3 separate regions of the Sus scrofa genome follow, and all the other regions are linked to region 2. A link is a contact called in public Hi-C and HiChIP or PLAC-seq data. All regions are on one chromosome and are shown on one strand. The core of a region is the stretch at or near the end of the contact, and the rest is flanking DNA. Distances in the headings are between cores, read along the strand shown. Region 1 has its middle 33 kb from the start of NAP1L5. Region 2 overlaps FAM13A (protein FAM13A). Region 3 overlaps FAM13A (protein FAM13A).

Evidence for each region. Hi-C and Micro-C count contacts between places; a contact is called where the count stands out from the background. HiChIP or PLAC-seq counts read pairs in DNA pulled down with a chosen protein or histone mark.
Region 1: an H3K27ac HiChIP or PLAC-seq map of skeletal muscle shows a contact between it and region 2. The contact joins two enhancer-like sites. A contact is called at or near these places in 1 of 47 Hi-C or Micro-C datasets (skeletal muscle) and 1 of 2 datasets of contacts at active chromatin or transcription factors (skeletal muscle).
Region 3: a contact with region 2 is called in a Hi-C map of skeletal muscle, with 5 times the contacts expected there. The contact joins two enhancer-like sites. A contact is called at or near these places in 1 of 47 Hi-C or Micro-C datasets (skeletal muscle) and 1 of 2 datasets of contacts at active chromatin or transcription factors (skeletal muscle).

Annotation. Positions count from the first base shown.
Region 1 is chr8:130,329,087-130,333,411 of Sscrofa11.1, forward strand. No RefSeq gene overlaps it. Among named protein-coding and RNA genes, the nearest start is that of NAP1L5, 33 kb to the right of the region's middle. Within about 2 kb of position 2,540, at least 14 of the 83 cell types and tissues checked have an H3K27ac peak or open chromatin away from gene starts, as enhancers often do. A contact at or near this core is called in skeletal muscle, where this site is marked.
Region 2 is chr8:130,148,961-130,153,790 of Sscrofa11.1, forward strand. It overlaps FAM13A (protein FAM13A), which reads left to right. Exons shown (of 24, transcript XM_021100748.1): 7 at 3,871-3,951. Among named protein-coding and RNA genes, the nearest start is that of FAM13A, 130 kb to the left of the region's middle. Within about 2 kb of position 2,136, at least 8 of the 83 cell types and tissues checked have an H3K27ac peak or open chromatin away from gene starts, as enhancers often do. A contact at or near this core is called in skeletal muscle, where this site is marked.
Region 3 is chr8:130,276,833-130,281,362 of Sscrofa11.1, forward strand. FAM13A (protein FAM13A) reads left to right here. Exons shown (of 24, transcript XM_021100748.1): 13 at 588-664; 14 at 1,326-1,368. Among named protein-coding and RNA genes, the nearest start is that of NAP1L5, 85 kb to the right of the region's middle. Within about 2 kb of position 2,464, at least 2 of the 83 cell types and tissues checked have an H3K27ac peak or open chromatin away from gene starts, as enhancers often do. A contact at or near this core is called in skeletal muscle, where this site is marked.

The sequences.
Region 1 (4,325 bases), core at 1,290-3,789, 180 kb after region 2:
GGAGGCTGAGGGAGAGGGACTGTCCTTCTCAGGCCTCTCCGTGGCCTCATTCTCGCCTCCTCTTAGACTTGGATTCTGATACGAAAATACATCAGCGTTATCCCTAAACTGGGTCAGCTTACCAAGGCTATAAATACATAGTTGAATTTCATGTTCAGTAAAAGCCAAAAGTCAAAATTCCCAAATGCATTTTTAGAATGCCGGCTGGCAGGCCGACAAACGGGATTTAGCAGCAACTAGGCTTGTTGACAGCTTGCTTCTCACTTCTCTCCACCAACAAGACCTACACCACAGGGCGGCTCCGAGCTTTGCAGCACCTGCCAGGGGATGCAGCCCAGTCCAAAACACAATGAGAACCGCGTCTGACCCCTCTGGACCCCCCATGTCTCCTTTGTGTGTATAAACTATATATTACTGTGAATTTTGAAACCCACAGCCTTCTCCCCATGTGAATCTCCATTTAATTTCTCTAAGGCAGTTCAAAGAGGCTGAGAAGTCCTGGTCATGCTTCTGGTTCTGCAGCGTTGAGTACATCTTGGTAAGATGTTTTGAGATATTGTAATTTTTCTGGAAGTGTTACTTTTTTAATTTGTTTTATTTTTTTAATTTTTTTTTGTTTTGGTCTTTTTGTTACTTTTTTAAAATTGAAGTATAGTTGATTTACAATGTTTCAGGAGTACAGAAAAGTGATTCAGGTACGAATATATATGTATAGTCCTTTTCAGCTTCTTTTCTAGTATAGGTTATTACCGGGCGTTGAATACAGTTCCCTGTGCTATACGGTAGGTCCTGGTTTACTTTACTTTTGAAGAACTTAAAAGTTCTGGGCAAGATTAGACCAAAGGTAGGGAAGGTAGAGATAGGATGAAGGATACATTTCTCCCTGGTAGCAGAGCGCCAGGCTTCTCCAACTGGAATACTGACCATGGGTAATGCGGAAGTAGTCCTGGTGGATACAGGCTGGGGGCAGGTGCCAACATCTGCTTTTCTTTGCTTTTTAAGCCACACCCATATGGAGGTTCCCAGGCTAGGGGTCCAATCGGAGCTTTAGCTGCCAGCCTACACCACAGCTCGTGGCAACCCTGGATCCTTAACCCCCTAAGCGAGGCCAGGGATCGAACCTGCATCCTCATAGATACTAGTCGGATTCCTTTCCACTGCGCCACAACAGACACTCCACAATCTACATTTTTGACAAGTTTCCAGGTGCCAAGATGCTGCTGGACCAAAGACCTTACTTGAAGGAGAGGGTGCAGACTGCACCCTGGGTATTTCGGGGAATGAGCAGCTCCCATCCGTTCAAAATCCAGGTTGACAGAAACCGGCGCACCTGATGCCAGCGGAGGCCAAGGGCTGCCTGATGTTTAAGGTCCTGATGTGGACGGATGGCCCAGCTCCATGGTCTGGGCACAGTCCTTTCTCTCCCCATCTCTGCCGCTTCGTCTGAAAAACGGGAACAGTCGTAGTACCCACCTTATTGGGGTTATTGTGAATTGACTTGGAGGAACACACAGCGAGGCTTCAGCACGCGGGGCCGCGTGCTGCTGTCATCAGCACAGAGACAAGGATTCTTTCTAGGTTGACGTCCAAACAAGGCATGTTTGAAGCAGGACAGGAAAGGCATGGTGCTCCCCCACCCCCACTGCCCTCCCCCTCTGATCCTCGTTTGCATGAAAAACAGCACAGGTACCTCCAGCCCTTCAAGCACCAGTCAGGACCAACCGGTGGGCAAGATTTCTGGATTCTCTTTGCAGAAAGAGTAAAATTGGGAGACGGGCTCAGATCCCGTGTTGCTGTGGCTCTGGCGTAGGCCAGCGGCTACAACTCCAATTCACCCCAGCCTGGGAACCTCCATATGCCGCGCGGGAGCGGCCCAAGAAATGGCAAAAAGACAAAAACAAAAAAAAAAAAAAGTAAAATTTGGACTATTCTCAAGGAGTTTGCCTCAAAACCTGTGTGCGGCTTTCTCCAAACATCTCTGCTTGCTCAGTCCCTCCCCTGCCAGAGGCCCCTTCTCCCTAAAGCATCTTGGGAGGCCTGTATGGGCTCAGACACGTACAAAAGAAGGAACCAAACAGCAGTGGAGACAGAGGTGGCAACGCCTGAGATGCATTCAGGGAAGGAAGGGAAAAACTTTTGAACAGATTTCTAGGTCATGTGGTGTCTTGAAGTTTCTGTCTCAGGCTATATTTTTAAACAACTAAAGACAAAGCATACCCCAGGGAGGAGAGCTGCTGGGGTTCTGGCAAGCTCTAATCAGCAGACTGCATTTCATCCAGCCCGAGGGCAAGGCTGGAAGGGGCGAGGGCCTGGGGTCTTCCTTCTCTGCCCCATCCGCCCCAGGGGGGCAAAGTGCCAGCAATGGAGCAAGCTTTGGGTTCAAATGACCTCACACACTCATCGAAGGAGGGCCCTGCCCCCATTACCTCAGAAATGCAGACTCCAAGTCTCCTCGGCAAACAGTCTGCCTGTGACTTGAACTTGAGAGTCCTGGGGCCAACATCTGAGCTCCCGAGAGCGCCCAGGCACGAAAGGTCAGAAGACCAGTTTTCAACAACTAGAAGCCTTTGGCAGGGGCAGGCTGGTTCTGCCGGGCCCATGAGCCAGTACCTAGTTGGCACTTGATGTTGACCTTTGCCCCTCAAGCGCTCCGGCCTCCTGTGACCCCGTGGTGATTGGGGTTATTTCTGAACCTGCTCTTTGGCTTGCTCTGTCTCCTAATCCTCAAGAAAAGCTGACCATCAAACACTTCATCTGATTTAGGGTTTGCCTTCATCTGAGGTGCGTGTGTGTTTGTGTGTGTGTGTGTGTGTTGTGTGTTTTAGTTCTTAATTTCTCAGGAAGTTCAATACCAATGGGAGCTGAATCAATAATTACCGTAGATGGTATCCAACTCCCTGGGATTAGGCCCAGGAAAATCAGCTTTTAAAAGATCTGAAGACCATGTGACTGCGAGGCCTGCCAAGCATCCAGCCACTCTTGGAAGAAAAAAAGAAAAAAAGCTGACAACTGAACTAATTTTCTCCACACATAACCGAGGAGGACACACTCCGTGACTTTTAGAAGGAAATAAAGGACCAGAGCCTGGTTTATTTATACAGATGCAAAGACTCCTCCACCAGGGGGTGGGACTCCTTCTCCAGCACCTCCTCTCTCGCGTATCCCGGTTTCTCACTCCACACGGAAAGGGCATTAAGAGGGAAACCCAAACCCATGCCCGACTCAGTGTGGACAAGCGTTTGAGTCCATCTAGGTTGGCATCCTTGACGTCAGAGACCAGCAGTTGCCACGCCCTACGCAGGGTCTGCTCTTGTCAGGTCACCCCGACCCGGAAGGGTGTGGCAGTAGCTTCCGTCACATCCCGCTGGAGAATTCCCTGGATCTAATCCATAGGAGAAAACATCCACCTTTCCCAGAATTCATGAGGATCTACTCCCTCCTCCTCCTCCCAAGCGCTTCCTCAGCCATTTGAGACACTGATCCCCAAGATAAGGCTCCTGCTGGAGGCTGCCAACCGCCCCCATCAATGCCCCACAAAGGCGTCTCTTAAAGATGGAGACGTTCCCACACCAGAAGACTCACGACGCCAGCAACCCTGGCGACCAACAGAGACGTGCAAAGGCAACACGGGCATCGTGTTCTTAGATATTTTAGAGTCTTGACAGTTGGTTTAAAATCTGCTTGGCTCTGTTGTTGAGAACCAAAGAAAACTGGAGATAACCCACACTTCTATTTCTTTTTGAGAGGAAATGATAAAATCCTGCAGACTAGCCTTGATTTTAATTTACTCTCTTCTATGCTTGACCCTACCACAAAACACTCTATGAAATCTGTTTTGATACGGTGTTGTATGCCCTCCTTTATTCCATCTTTATCGACCTCATCTGGTTAACTGTGATTTGGCTATTTTTTCCAGCTCTAGTGAGATATATGATTGACATGTAACATTGTGTAAGTTTAGGGTCTGCAGTATGTGCGTTGATCCACACACAGGTTGTAAAATGATTACTATGCTAGCCTTAGCTAACACTGCCATCACATCGCATAATTATCATTTCTTCTTTGCTGTTAGAACATGCAAGAACTACTCTCTCGGAGTTCCCATCGTGGCGCAGTGGTTAATGAATCCGACTAGGAACCATGAGGTGGCGGGTTCGATCCCTGACCTTGCTCAGTGGGTTAACGATCCGGTGTTGCCATGAGCTGTGGTGTAGGTCACAGACTCGGCTTGGATCCCGCGTTGCTGTGGCTCTGGCGTAGGCTGGCAGCTCCAGCTCCGATTGGACCCCTAGCCTGGGAACCTCCATGTGCCGCGGGAGCAGCCC
Region 2 (4,830 bases), core at 886-3,385:
TGGGAACCTCCATATGCCACGGGTGTGGCCCTAAAAAGATAAAACAAAACAAAACAAAACCCACATAGACAGGTGCTATTAGAAATTGCTATGAAGTGGCTCCTCCTCCCAGGTGCTGGCAATCTCTAATCTACTTCCTGTCACTATTTGCCTGTTCTGCATGTTTCACACACAGGGAATCACAAAATGTGTCCTTTTGTGTTTGGCTTCTTTTACTGACCGTAATGTTTTCAAAGTTGATCTCAGTGATTGGCAGGTTTTTGTTAGGAAGGTGGGAAAGAAAGTTGACTGGAGCAGTGAGATCTCAAGCAAGATTTATTGACCAGCAGAGTGGCCGGGAGCACTGAGCAAGCGGAACTCAGAGCCGCCTGCTCTTGGGGCAAGGGCTTTTTTATAGTCAGGGTGTCATGTGATGGGTCATGTGGTCTCAGGGAGCGAGGGGAAGGGGGCTTGGGAAACAGGGAAAGAGGATTTAGGTCAAGAGTGAATCTTATCAGTCCTTTTGGCTCTGTTTATTCTGAGGTTTAACAGCTCCTTGAATTATCTTGGTCCTGGGTCCTTCATCCGTGCTGGGGTCTGTTTCCTGTTATTTTGGAGCCTAGATGGGACCTTGGTGGTACGGTTGTTTTACCTCCTCCATTTGGTATTCTCCCTCCGGCTTATAGGCACTCCCTAGCAGTCTTAATACCTCCTTCCTTTTATAGCCAAACAGCATTCCATTGTGTGTATCCACCATGTTTTGTTTATCTGCTCATCAACTGATGGACATTTGGGTTGTTTCCACTTTTTGGCTCTTATGGATAATGCTACAATGAGCACTCATATTAATTTTTTTGTGTGGACATATGTTAGGTTTTGGTTTTTTATGGCTGCTCTTTTGGCATATGGAAGTTCCCGGGCCAGAGGTTGAATCCGAGCCACAGCTGCGACCTACACCATAGCTGCGGCGACACTGGATCCTTTCACCTGCTGTGCCAGGCCAAGGATCAAACCCGCACTTCCGCAGCAACCCAAGCTGCTGCAGCCATGTTCTTAACCCATCGTGCCACAGTGGGAACCCCACAGACATATGTTTTTGATTCTCAAGTATAAACCTATAAATATAAATGGCTTTTTAAGAGCACAACTTTAAGAAGGCTTTATCTTTATATATTTCTCACTTAACTCCATCATGTGTCTGTTTCAAAACAATACATTAAGTTATTACCAGTTACTTATTTAAGCTACCAGGTGAATTACTTCATTCTTCTCCAGGAAGCTGAGTAACACTGGCCCCACAGGAAATGCCCCCTGGCTTCTGTCACTCACCGCACTGCATGGCTGGGTGCCAGCATGTCAGCAGCACTCTGATGGGGCATTGGGAATGCAGCTCTGAACAGGGCATCGCTTACCTTTTTGTCAATAACTCTTGCTTCCTGGAAGAATCATAACGTCTTAAAATCTTGAAATTTAAGAACTACATAGGATTCTTGGAACCCATCTAATCCTATCCCTTTGTTTTATAGATCATTGAACTGAGGGAGAGGCCCAAGAGGTTAAAATGTTTGCCTGGGTCCCTAGAGCTGGTTAGTTAGGTAACTAGTATGAGAAACCAAGATCTCTTGACTCAGTTCGGTGCTGTGACTGTTCAACTTCACTTTGACTCTGTTGTCTGAATTTAAAGTCATAAAACAAAAAATAAACATAATTTATGTCGGTGGCATTTTCAGTTTAAAGTTTATAGAAAATGCTTTCTGAGTCTTTGAGGGAAAAGCTGACTATCAGCCTTTTCTTATGAATTCACAGGGACAGGGAGGCAAAATAGGAGTGATATCATTACTTTTAAAATACCGTCACTTTTCGTTGATGCATAAGAAAGAAAGAATTGTAGGCATTTATAAATTCAGAGAGACATAAACAAAGGTCAGTTATTTCTATTCCCTTTAGAGGCAGCCTTTTTTTCTTCTCATCACATTCTAACATTTACTTAACCAGTAGTTTAAAAAGAGGTATAAGGATTGTACGTAATTATATTATCCAAGTATAGCCCAATTACGCAACGGATTATGTAGTTAATCACTTGGATCCTTTAAATGTCATGCTAGATGTAGTTTATCCTTCTCACAGTGAGTCAGAAGCAGGAATGGGTCCATTCACTATTTCCAGTAAATGGCTTACCACCAGCAGGTGTTGTGACTGATGGGAAAGGGTCAGACTGGAACACACACTTATTTGATCTCAGAAATGTACCCTTAGTTCTTACATAGGGCTATGCATGAGGCCTCAGGCAGCTGAGCGTGTTGGCAGCACTGCAGCTACTCCTGAGCTCACAAGAGGCCCTGGATCCCCTCTGTGTCTGGGCATATTATTCCTTAGTGCAAAGCAGAGAACAGGCGTCGGGTCCAGGCAAGGGTCTCAGCTCCACCATCCCATGTGTGATCGGGGGCACATCACCTCAAGATCCACACCTGTCATCTGTAAAATTGTGGTGGAGGGGGGTGTGGATGGACTAGCAGATCTTGAAACACACTCTTGGCTTTAAAGTGCTACGGTTGTACCGCCTAGTAAGATGTCGAGTATATTGGATGGGACGTAGAACAGAAAGATAAGAGCTCAGGTCTTAAAAGTCATTCAGAACCATCTTTGAGTCCAGTGTGACATGAGACAATTTACTTAACTTCCCTAAACTTCCATCGTGTGATACTTAAAAGGGGAATGATGATTGTACGATGACAAAAATACCTAACTCATCGGGCTGTCAAGGAGGAAATGGCATATTGTAAATGCAAAGTCTTTAGCACAGTGCCTGATGAATCTGTGATGCAGTAATTATTTATTAGTAGTAAGTAGTGTTGCGATTTCCTTGAGGAACATTTTATCCTAATAATGTACTCTTCCCTTAAGAAATGAATATAAATCCAGCATATTTAATAATATTATAAACTGTGTAGACTACAGTTTTGTTTTAAAAATGATGAGTAATTAACCCTAAAGTAAACTGGAAAACAACTCATTATTTAGGTGATTAAACAGTAGGCATGATGAAGGACGAAACAGGATACAGAGGTAAAGGGTATGAATTTATCTTCCCCATAGCTTTATTGTTGATTGTAATCTTCCGCATGTATTTTTGGTCTATCTTGATTTGGAGGTAGAATCATCTGTGGAAAATTTAAGTTAATGGCTCTTCAGAAGTGAGACCTACATTATTTTTTGACACAAGATTATTGTAGGTTTTTTTTATCATGTAGAAGTAAATAGTAAATCTTGCCAACCCCAAGTAAGCTGCCCCCCTTGTCATCTCTGCTCTGATTTTTGCATGTACTATTTTGGCATGAACCAAGGACTTAGAAGCTTAATAATTTTGGAGACAGATACCCAGATATTTGTCCTCAGAATATTGGTGTGAAACTATCACTGTTCAATAGCAGTTTGCTAAATGACGTGAAGGAATTTCTTTTCTTTCTTTCTTTTCTTTTTTTTTTTTTTTTTTTTTTTGATAAAATATCTACAGAATCAGAACCCTTGGGGAAGGTAGGACACTCCTAGTTAGATGGTTGATTCTTGGAGAATTACTGTTCAGTTCTCCAAAGGAAAGATGAGCTGTCTGTGGATGTGTAATGTCATGAGAGTGTAGATGAGATTTTTTAATAATCATCTCTGAATTTATATGCCCTGAATTTATATGCCCTGTATGTCCCATGCCTTCACCATCTTATGTTACTTCACTGTTGTAGGAGACGAAGAAAGGAAAAATTTGGACTCCTCATTGCTGTCTGACTAGCTTCCAGTGTAAACAGCTCAATCCAGAAATGCTTTTCACTACATTGTAATTTCTTATTAGGGTAGTATTCTTCAGTCTCTGAAGTTTCTTTCATATTTCTTTTATAGGAGGCCAATTGTAAGAACTTACCCATCCTTTTAAAAAAGGACTTCGAAAGAGATGCTCAGAAGCCATCTCCAAAAACCAGGGTAGGTTTTATCTGTTCTTTCACTGTGTGAAACGTTTAGCAAAATTCTTTATTTTGTGTTTTCATGCTCTGTTGCTTGGGTTTCCCTCAGCGCTTCCCCTTCCACCTTTTTTTTTTTTTGGACCTCACTGTCCATGTAGTATATTTAATTCAAGGTTATATTTATTGATAAATTCTTAGGACACTCCTGTTATTTAACAGACAGTGATATTTTTTAGTAGACAGTTTTACTTCTGCTCAATCAGAATTGTTTCCACTGTATTCCCTATGACACAGAGGCCACTCAGGTGTAATGGAAGGTTACTTCCGGGGGTGAAATAAAATGGGCAACTGTAATTTTTCTTTTGCAAAATAGAAATCACTTCATTGATTTTTTTTTCATGATTATAAAAATAGCACATGATCAGTGGAAATTATTTAAGTAAATTTTAACAAAAAAAATTAAAACCATCATACATATGATAGAATAAAGGGTTCCAATGTGTAAAATTTTGTTTTCCTTACTAAGGTAATTCCAAAATGCCCATAATTGTTTTGCCAGTGAAAAGAAAAACTCCTTTAATCCAAAATACGTTGTGAAAATTTTTTATCATTTATCTACCAGAAAAGTGATTACATTAATTTTAGAGCCCCTTTCCAAATTTTTAACTTTTCTTTTGAGTAGAACTTCTCTTTACTAGATGTCTATAATATTCCTATCTGGCCACTATGATATTTAGAGAGCGGCTTTTTTTCCAGCTCTAAGACAAAATGTTTTCCAAACTTTCTGGAGTCCAATTTAGGCAAGATTTAAAAGAATTTTGGTCTCTGGTTTTAATTGCAGGTTATAATTGTGGCTTTATTTTTAAAGGCAAATCAAGTGAAGTATTGAGTAATTACT
Region 3 (4,530 bases), core at 1,214-3,713, 130 kb after region 2:
TCGGCCCGAATGAAATACATGCTGTTTCAAATAAGTTCCCTCTTTTCATTTTGTTCCCATCTTGGTTAATATAAAGATTTAACATTCAATATCACAGTTACGAAGGCTCTTCCCTCCATTTCTATTCATGGATATTTGACAGCTTAGGTATAAGCTGCATTTTCCCCCAGATGAAAAGATGTTTAAATAAGCAACGAATGTTGCCGTGGCTTCTGATTAGAGTCAAGGTCAGATTCCTCAAGTCTAGTCCTCAGGGCCCCTGGTGGTCTAAGAGTCTGGGCTTTGCTATGTTTAGCTATAAAATGTGGATAATACCCCATAAGGACGTTATAGGGCACAGTGACCTTTGCTGCGTTGCTGCCAGAGAGCTTTGTGAATGGGCCGATAAAGTTCAACACACAATTTTAGGCCAGCAGCATATAATAAACTGTCACGATTTTACCGGTTTTCACAAAGATAGGCATCCGAGGACTAGAAGTCATTGATGCCTGCATATTCTCTGATTTTTCTATTTTAAAGAAAGGAAGGTCTGTTGCTGTGTATTTCTTTCTGTTCCTACCGGGCGACCCACAGTGTTTTTGTTACAGAATATGGAAAGCGTCAGTCCCACACCGTCTCAGGAGAGGCCTGGACCTCAGGATGTGGCGTTGATGTCCAATGAGAGGTAATTTTAGAGCTTTCTCCTAACGGTGTTTACAAGACCATGAATAGATTTTGTTTTTTCCCTTAATACAATGTTTAAGGACTAAAAAGAATAGAATTAAGGGACTCTCTGTTTACCAACCGTATTTTATAGCAAGGACAATGCTTCGAATGGAAACTCCCCCGTGGTGCTTTTCAAGGCAGATAACCGTGTGCGTGTTTTATGTTCCTCAATTTTTATTTTGCTTCATTTTTTGTTTTGTTTTTTTGTTTTTTGTGGGGTTTTTTTTTTTGCCTTTTCTTGAGCTGCTCCCACGGCATATGGAGGTTCCCAGACTAGAGGTCTAATTGGAGCTGTAGCCACCGGCCTCCTCCAGAGCCACAACAATGTGGGATCTGAGCCACATCTGCGACCCACACCACAGCTCATGGCAACGCCGGATCCTTAACCCACTGAGTGAGGCCAGGGATTGAACCCGCAACCTCATGGTTCCTAGTCGGATTCGTTAACCACAGCGCCACGATGGGAACTCCTTGTTTTGGTGTTGAATGTCATAAGAATTTTATGTAAAGCTACCGAGCCTACTTTTAAAATACCTGAAATCTTCACTGTGGTGGGTGAGAAGCAATGTTATAAAACAGAGTGACATCTTATGACATTTTGTTGTTGCTGTTATTTGTAGCAAAGAACATGAAAAAGACGGCAGACACACGCAGCATTTTGAGGTGAGTAGCTGAACAAGGCAGACTGTGACCGTGACATTCGTGAGAGTCTATGGGCGGTGTGATTTGCTTATCAGTAAGGGATGCAGAGATTAAGTGATGGGATGTTGACTGGTGAGAATGGCAAATACCGAGCCAGCACAATTCTTGAGAAATTGCAAAAATTTCATTCCTTGGCTCTTGAAATTCTTTTATTTTGAGTGTGAGATAAACTTTAATAGCCTGGTGATTTCTTCTTCGATTTTCTGTACCATAAGACAAAACAAAAAAGCAAAGCTGCTGGTTAGATTTTTCCATTTTTTCATGCATTTTTTAAGTGACTGAAATAAATAGGTGGTGAGGCTTCGTGGATTTGTCACAGAGATTATCTCATTAATTTTGAAGTTAACACAAAATCAGTTCAATCTAATAAATCCAAAGCATTTTCTGACCTTTGGGTCTTGTTTTAAGTAACCTGCAGAGGGAAAAAAAAAAAATCTAATTCCTTTCTGTTGTCCATATCTTAAAGTTTCAGTTACTTTCCTGGCTTCCCTGTGGTCCTCTGAGGCATTGCCACATTGACCTAAGTATCTGATTTCCTTTGCTCCCAAAGCTGGCTTCCATTCAGTGTGCTCAGCTCCATTTTTCATTCATGCATGGGTATGTTATCCTCTGCGTCTCAGTGCTTCCAACTCCACCTTCAGTCTTATTATCAGCTTTCTTTTTGGCAAGAATTAAAGCTTTTCTCAGCCTGTTCTTGGATTCTGACTCTGGATATATTAATTATCCACAGACCTCGTCTTCTACCCTAGTGATTCTTAATCCCTGTTGGACACTCCCTTCTGACCTCAGTCATATATATGGAGTCCTACTATGTGCAGGTGCTGTGCTAGGAGCTGGTCTTTAGTAACAGCTGCAGTTCCTGCCTCCATAGAGTTTTCGTACCTAGCAGATTAAGAATCTGAAAACTCTGGAGCCCCTTCTTAGAAAAAAAGCACACCCAGGTAAAATTGGGCATAAAATTGCTGGAAATGAATGGCCGCCTGACAACACCCCCACCCCAACCCCGGCTTCTAGCCTCCTCATATGCAATTTCTCATGTTCATGCCTTCATTAATCCAGCCAGATGGTAGGAAGGAGAGGCTTCCTCTCTCTGACTTCACAGCCTCTAAGCCACTTCTTTCATCCCTTTTACGCTTCCCTCCTTGGGAACCAGGCACCAAATGGGCATTTTTGTCCTTATCTCTGGGTAGCTCTCTTCAGAGAGGGGTGTCTCCATGAGACAGTGTTTTTCTTCTCCTTCTGTTTCATCCTTTCTCTGCCTCTTCCTCTGTTCCCAGCAAGCGCCTGCTCGACATGCCATTGCAAATTTTTTTAAAGCAAATGGCATGCCAGCCTCCCGGAGAGGTCTCTGTGCTTGCCTTTCGTGCCTCTCATCCTGTAGGAGATAAAAGGGTAGGAAGCAACCTTCGTGGTAGAACTTCGTCATATTAACTCATAAGTTCCAAGTGGTACCCAAACGAAACCCACGCTGAACTCGGTTTGTCTTGGTGTTTTGGGGCGCCGGCTCCCATGGCAGTGACGGCGTCATGGGGAAAGAATCTCAAATCTTTCTTCCACGGGCCAGGACCTTTCCTGCCATGTGTCGCCTGTGAGCATTTACCAATCAGCACCCAGCCCACGGCAGGCACTCCTGACACACTCACCATTAATAATCATTGTCATCATGGTCCCTTGAGCCAGGAGATAAAATTAGGCAGTGAATTAAAATCTAGACTAAGCCCTCCGTGTCATCTTGCTCTCGCAACTGCTCCAAAGGAGAGGGAAAAAGACATCCCTCCACCAAGCAAGAATCATTTCCCACTTTCTTTCCCTGAAAGAAACATGTTTTATTATTAATGAAGGACCATGAAAAGGCCCGGCTTTCATTTTTAAAGCCCTTTCCCTTGTTTACTGCGTATTATAATTTTGTACCTTTTCACATATGTAGTACTTTCTAGAATTGCTACAACCCACATAGTCAATCTGGTTTTCTAATAATACTGCAATCATTCCTAAATTTCAGAGCTGGAAAGTCAGTCAGTCTGGAGCTGGGTTACCCCTCCTAGAATTCTGTTGAAGTGTTTTGGGTATTTTTTCCCGTGTCTCCGATAGCATCAGATTGAGATGCTCTAAGGCACCTGTCCCCTATGAATAGATCTGATAGTGTTTCCAGCTTTATTTTCCATTAGGGCAGATTTCGTCCTCATGAATTTTGCCCTTTGAATTTTTTGCCCATAAATGCCCAGATTCATACAGGATGGCGCCGCTGATGACCGCTCTAGGAGGAAGGTGGTTTGTCTTTCTCGTTTGACTAATATTTTCGTTTGAATGGGGACCATTATAACCTCGAGCCTCAGAAACGATCCTCGGGGTACCTGAGCAGAGAGAGGCTGTCTCCCAGGCTGCTGCTCAAAGGCAAAGGCAGGCACATCTGTGGCTTTGTTTCTTAAAGCATCATTCTGCAGTATCAAGTGTGCTTTGTTTGAATGCATGTATTGAAAAGGAAACGGGGGCCTCTCCTTTGTTGCCTGTCTTTTTTAATTTATTTGAATTATACAACGAATCTTATCCCAAAGCTGAGATCTCGGATGGTCAGAGTTATCCATTTCTGGTTCACCCGCATTTCTTACGTGGTTTGTATTAAAAATCTGTTTAGTGACACATTGGCGATGGGGAAAGAGTTAGAGGCACTTCAAAATGCCAAAAACTAAAGTATAATTTCTTCAGCTCCGTTTTAGAGAGGCTGACATTTTAGTAAAATTTCCTGCTTGGACTGGATGAAATAAGATGACATGTGCAAAAGCCTAGCACCCTGTTCCCTGAGCACGTGGAGTGGAGTTCGGAGTCTTTGTTCTCCTGTTTGTCTTTAAACTCATTTGACAACTGGAAGGATCCAGGAGAGAGGTGGTTTTTAAAACTGGCAATGTCTAGATTCTGAAAGCAGACACTCAAGAGTATGGGTTTTCAGAGTTCTGTCTGCAATGAAGTTTATACTTGACGCCTCCATTTCACTCCTCCCAATAAGTTATTTTCTCTTGTGGAGCTATTTCATGCTTCCGTATAAAATCCAGAATATGCAAGTTACAGCCTCATCCTTAATCTTTTTTTTTTTTTTTGTCTCAAAAGCAAAACGTGGAAAAGTCA